2 separate regions of the Rattus norvegicus genome follow, and region 2 is linked to region 1. A link is a contact called in public Hi-C data. All regions are on one chromosome and are shown on one strand. Each heading gives the region's core, a stretch centred on a gene start, on an enhancer-like site or on the middle of the called end of the contact. The rest is flanking DNA. Distances are from core to core; before and after follow the strand shown.

The links. A called contact is a pair of places that touch in the nucleus more often than the background predicts.
Region 2: a contact with region 1 is called in a Hi-C map of the A7r5 cell line, with 2.4 times the contacts expected there. The contact joins the promoter of Polg here to the promoter of Mfge8 in region 1.

What each region holds. Positions count from the first base shown.
Region 1 is chr1:142,488,106-142,491,329 of GRCr8, reverse strand. Mfge8 (milk fat globule EGF and factor V/VIII domain containing) reads left to right here and starts at 1,899. Exons shown (of 9, transcript NM_012811.3): 1 at 1,899-2,052. The coding sequence starts at 1,980.
Region 2 is chr1:142,807,497-142,810,639 of GRCr8, reverse strand. Polg (DNA polymerase gamma, catalytic subunit) reads left to right here and starts at 1,802. Exons shown (of 23, transcript NM_053528.2): 1 at 1,802-1,923; 2 at 2,644-3,143. The coding sequence starts at 2,805. It overlaps Trnar-ucg1 (transfer RNA arginine (anticodon UCG) 1), which reads right to left and starts at 1,573; the gene lies at 1,501-1,573.

The DNA of each region.
Region 1 (3,224 bases), core at 650-3,149:
AGAACGGTTTAAGCAGGGTCTCCTAACAGTAAGGAGCTCGTCCCAGCCTGGCTCTCAGTGTGCTCCTGGTACAGAGCTGGGTGGCTGCTCTTTGTTCTCACTCCACTACCCCGACTCAAATACTGTAATTAAAGCACTCCTGTGGGAACGGGTTGTATACACAGGATTAAAACACAACCCGTGGCCTGCCTGTCAGTGGTGAAAGCCCTCACCTTCAGGCTCTGATTTCTGTCCTCTTGTCAGCCCTGAAATACTCATTTTCTTGTAGTCAAAGTGCTTTCTAAGGACAAGTATGTTTCTTATACTTGTCGCCAAGATCTATAGCCCACAAATCCTAAAATGTTTCACCACCACCACCACCATTACCACCACCACCACCATTACCACCACCACCATCGTCATCACCATCATCATCATCTTGTAGTTATTATTTTGAGGCTTTGGGCCTTACATAGCTCAAGTTGGATTTCCAATTCCTTGTCTAGCAGAGGATGGCCTTGAATTCCTGGTCTAATTTCCCCCACTTTGCACGTGTTGGGATTATAGGTCAGAAACTTTTAAATGACTTTATCATAATATCCTCCTCCTCCTCCTCCTCCTCCTCCTCCTCATCATCATCATCGCCATTAGTGTGTATGTGTGTTGGCACACTGGGGGGGGTGTGGTGGTCAGAGGTCAGCTTTGTGGACTTGGGCTCTGCTTTCCCAAAGGATTTGTGGGGATTGAACTGAGGTCACCACACTTGCTCAGTAAGTGCTCTACCCACTGAGCCATCTGCTTAGCCAGATTTTTATTTCTATTATTTGTTTGTTTGTTTGTTTGTTTGAAGTAGAGTCTCACTCTGGTGGTCAGGATAGCCCAGGACTCACTGTGTTGTCCAAGATAGCCTTGGACTTTCTATAATTTTCTCGTCTCTGCCTCCAGAGTGCTGGGATTGTAGGCTTGAACCACCACGCTGGCCAAAATCCTAAAGTATTTCCTATTTGGAACTTTTACACAAGTTTGACAATTTTTTTTTCTTTTTTGGTCTTTTCATCGTTTCTAAAGGCATTATGATGTCATCGTGTAGTGTCGTTTTTTGCACAATGTCTGTCTGATGAAATGAGTGTGCATCTCTGAGCACAACTGCTAGGTCTTAAGGTGTTGGTCTTTGTCTTTTTGAAAACTATTTCCCAAGAAAGAGGCTGAGCTGGCTCATACTCTGTCCAAGGTCCGCATGCCTCGGCCTGTTGCTCCACAGCCTCTGCTGTTAACAGCCGGACACTTGCCAATCTGATAAAGGAAACACAGGACTCATTGTAGCCTGAATTTGCTATTCTCTCATTACAATAAGAATTAGCATTTTAAGTCTAAACAGTTATTTTTAATTAACTAAACAACAAATAATCAATAAACAAACACATTTAGGAAAGAGGGTCCCATTCTGTAGCCCAGACTAATCGGAACTCATTATGGATGGAGCACACACTGGGGATCTGATCTGGAACTGCTGTCTAATCCTCCTGATCCAGCTTTCTAAGACTTGGCACTACAAGCATGAGCCACCACCGCTCCTGGATTATTTTATTTTATCGACTTATCTTTGCTGGGTTGGGGATCGAATCCAGGGTCTCCAGCATGCTTAGGGAAGCACTCCATCATCGAGCTCCCTTTTAAAATTTCCTCCAGAGCAATTTTCTCCGGTCCAGTCCATTCAGGAAGCGGGACTTGGCCTCAGGCTGAGGACTGGCAGCGGGGGGTGAAGGGCGTGGCTCACCGGGAGGCTGAGGCACTGGACCCCCCCACCCCCCTTCAGCCCTCCCTCTTCCCACTGTGGTCTCGGAGCTCCGCCCAGAGTCCTCCCGGGGCTGTCCGGGGCGGAGCCCTGGGGCCAGTGGGCGGAGCTGAGCGCCTGATTTATTCCCCTGTGAGAGGAGCGGACGCAGGAACTCTCCGGTCCCAGCATCGGAGCTTGTGGACCATTTCCCGCGTCCCGCAGCATGCAGTTCTCCCGTGTGCTGGCCGCGCTGTGCGGTGTGCTGCTCTGCGCCTCCGGCCTCTTCGCTGCGTCCGGTGAGTCCCTCTGGCCTCGCCCCTCTTCTGCCCGCCGCTCGGAAGTTCTCAGCGGGGCCCTCCCTCTATCTTTACTGTTGACAAACTTGAGCAAAGCCTGGAGGGGGACGCTCAGGGGCTGCATCCGGGTAGGAGAGGCGAACGTGCTTCTGCGTGCTCTGCCCTGGGGCCTTGAGGCTGTGATCCTAGCTTTTGCACCGAGCGGTGACCCTGGACACCCGGTGACAGCCCAGCCTCCCCCGGGGATGTGACTTACACATAACAAAGGAATCCGCTGCGTCCTGCCTCTTTTTACCGCGTCTGTAAAATGAGGCCACCGAACTGTGTCTGCTTTCCAATCCTAACAATTTGGGAGAATATAGTACTCTTGTGAGGGTACATCTCCAGTTAACTTAACCAGAAACTCTCTTCTGAACCCACCTGGCTAGAAAATCCAATGAACTTCTGTGCCCCACTTGTTGGTGTTTGATCAGATAAGGGAAGAAAGGACTGAGGGGCCCGTGCGAGAGACTGACTATAGGTGGGGCGGGTCTGGAACTTAGAAAAGGGATTCCTGCCCCCGGCTGGCCTTGGCCGGCTGCTTTATCTCCCCTAGCCCTCCTCCTCCGCTCTGAGGTCCCCGGTAGAAGTCTGGGCCTCTTGCGGGATGCTTGTGGAGAGTTCATCATGAAAAAGCAGTGCCCACGTGGGGCCGGTGAGCGGCTCAAGCAGCCTCGACATCGTTTCTCATAGAAATGGGACTGGCGAGATCACAGGCAGGAGCGATCACAGCTAGGCTCAGCTCTGTCGGCCTAGCACAGGATCTGACCTCGGGATTGGAGCTGAAGGCATTGGGTGCTCCAAGCTTTCACGAACTGGGAACTGCTAGTCTGTTCACTCAGCTGGAAAGATGCCTGGGGTCTCCTCTGATCCTTTTTACCCCTTATCTTTGCCTTCTCCACAACATTGCCAAATGTTCTTGGAGACACTTCCCAGAGCAGGACCCTGAAGTCCCATAGGATTTATAGAGGAGCTGGCCTCTCCGGGTCTCATATGCAGGTGGCCAGCCTCAGTCCCAACGCTGCTGCTGGCCACCTTCCACTTTCTGATTTCCTCTCTGGACCCTTGGTTTGGTTCCAGGTGCAGCTGTAGGGAAGGCTAGAAGCTGGGCCCTTGTTGGTATGGGGTGCCTA
Region 2 (3,143 bases), core at 553-3,052, 320 kb before region 1:
TCCCCTACTGAGCTATTCCCTCAGTCCAGGCAGAGGGCTCAAACTCACAGAGTTCTGGGGTTGAAGATGTGTTATCGCTGCTTCCCGCTAATGTGGGCTTTGTTAATCCATTAAATCGCAGTTTCTAGCCACCTCCTTGCAGCCACCGCTCTTTGAAACACCAATGGTTGTAAGCAAAGTTTTGAAAAATTTACAGCAAGTGTAATGTACTATGAAAAGTCTGTGAACACCATTGAGAACAGGGCGCCTGTACAGCTAGCGCCACGTGGCAGCTTGCCTAAGCTCACAGACGAAGAGAACACTGAATTTCAGTAAGAGACTATGAAATAAAAATGAAATTGTTTTTCCTGCTCAGGGCCTGTCCTTCGTCACGTTATAGAAAAAAATCAACTGAGCAAAGTTATGTAAAAGCAAGAAGAATCACAAAATAAGGAATCTTTTATGTGGCTGACTCTGGTTTATGTATCTAAAACCGATAACAAACAAAAATCACTTTGTGTCTATTAAGTACATCTAGAAAAATGTATAAGAATATCTCAGTCAGAAAGCTAGATTGTGGATATTTGTAGTCTCAGCACTGAGGCAGAAGGGCAGCCAGGGCTACCAAGTTCCAACGTGAGACTTCATCGTTTAAAAAAAAAACAACAACAACAACAAAAAAAAAAACAGAATAAAGAAGGGGAAGAATCTGAGAAGAAAAGCAGAAAGGAGAAAGGTTGGTTGGCCTAGTCCTCCTCCCTGCTGGTGACAGTAAAAGCGGATAGAGTCACACCAACCTGACTTGAAAAAAATCGGAAGACCCTCTCTCCTGTACACAGTTCTCAGCGTGCTGGATGCACTGGTTGGGGGCGTGGGGTGGGCGCTGCCTTTCAGCGAGGCCCGAAATTTTTAGCTAGTTAGCTGTGTGTGTGTGTGTGTGTGTGTGTGTGTGTGTGTGTGTGTGTGTGTGTGTGTCTGTAACAACCCCGATCACTGCTTTCCTCGCATGGGACTCTCGACTTGAATTCCTGGGTCCCAGTTATTCACCCGGGTCCGTATTGCCTGACTCTTTGCAGCTGACCCACTACGGAGAGCCGGGAGCAGAAACATCCGGAACAACAGGCGGTGGACCCGGAGATTGACAGATCTCTGAAGGAGGACGTGCTTCAGCTGCGACCGGTGGGCGCGATCAATCGGACTCAACATCATCACCATCACCATCATCGCCCGGGATAGGAGGGCTTCACTTCGAGCCAAGCCTTTGCTGTCCGTAGGTGACGGATTTAGACTTCGGACAGCACGTGCTCCGTTCGTTCCGCTCTGCACCAGGACACGCCTCTCCACCGCTGTCACATTTTCAGCAATGTCTCATCCTGACAGTTGTTTGCTCACATCCTTGAGTTCCAAGAATTTGGTTTAGAATAGAAGTTGGTTCTACCTACTACAGTTACTTCGCTTCGTTTCCGAAGGGATTATGAAGAGGTGACGAAATGACGGAGAAAAAGGAAAGAAACCATGATCCGACCGCGGCAGGACTCGAACCTGCAATCTTCTGATCCGAAGTCAGACGCCTTATCCATTAGGCCACGCGGCCGTCAGCATAAAGCTGTCTCTACTTAGCCTAAAGCGTAAAGCCGCCTTCAGGCTAGCTTCAGACTGGTCCACGCTCTCCATGGGGAGGGGAGTTTCAGAGGGCCTCACCCGGAAGTCCCTCTGCCACCCCCGCGGGCGGGCGGCTCCATTGGCGGCGCTCCTATTGGATGCTCCGGGGAGTCTCCCGCCTGCCTCTGGGTAGCCGCGGGACCCAGTTCGCGCAGACGGGAAGTTGCGGCTGCTCTCCAGACCGCACGCCACCCGGAGGCTGCGTGGGCCGCGCGCAGCGGACGCCGCGTCGTTGCCAGGGCTGTGGGCTGCCGCAGGACGGGAAGCGCGGAACAGACCGAGGTTTCCGGCGGGTTCGGCAAGGGGAGGGCCGGGCGCGGCGGCGGGGCTGCTCCCTCTCCAGTCCCGGAGCGTGGCTGGAAGCAGGGCGGCGGCCGGTCTCAGGGCGCATCGCGGCGGTTGCGGCGACGACCCGGTGTCCGGGTGCGCGGGGGTTGCCGCCGATCTCCCGAGTAGAGCGTCCTGGGCCCGCTCGGGTGTGGGTGCGGACCCTGAAGCAGTTGCTCACTGGCGGGTTCGAAGTTGGGGTGCTAGGCCCTCGGGCCGCCGGCGGGGTGGTACTGGCAGCTGCTGTCTGCTGAGCGCCTGCTGGGGTCAGGGCCGTGCGACGAGCGCGCCCTCTGTCACTCAGACAGCAGTGGTCCGTGGCTCTAGAGTCCTTAACCCCATTTTACAGAGGAGGAGGTCGGGGCCTAAGGAGCTTGGCCAAGGTCACGCAGTTGGAGAGCCAGAACAACTCTGGTCTGCGTCTCCCAATTTCAGCATCTCCAGCGGCTTCTCCAAGTTCACTGATGAGCCTGTGTGGCCCATCCGTCGGGAGGGGCAGTGCCATTTCTTAAGGTTGTTGGAGGCGTAACTGAAAAATGCCCCTACACCACTGTGGCCTTTTTGGCTAAGATCAAGTGGAGAAAATGCTTGGCACGCAGCAGATTTGATGAGGGATAAGTTGTTTGTACAAGTACGTGACACATGTAATAACACTTTATCATCTGTCTCCTTTAGGATTTGTGTGAGGAAGGCAGGCATGGTGAGACCTATTTCACTGACAGGAACACAGAGAGGGGACGTGTCTCTCTCTGAGTCTTTCGGCCAGTAAAAAGCAGTCAAGCTGGAGCCCAAAGCCAGGTGTCCCGACTCACAGCGGGGGGCTCCCTGCACCAACCATGAGCCGCCTGCTCTGGAAGAAGGTGGCCGGCGCCAAAGTCGCCTCAGGGCCAGTACCAGCAACAGGACGCTGGGTCTCCAGCTCCGTCCTCGACCCCGTCCCCAGCGACGGGCAGCCGCAGTCGCAAATGCCCTCCTCAGAGAATGGGCAGCTGCGGCTCAACCCTCTGCACATCCAGATGCTGTCGAGAGGCCTGCACGAGCAAATCTTCGGGTGCGGAGGGGACGTGCCCGACGAGGCCGCGGTGCAGCGCAGCATCGAGCACCTGCGGAAGCACGGGCTCTGGGGGCAGCCGACCACGCCCTTGCCAGACGTGCAGCTGCGCCTGCCCCGGCTC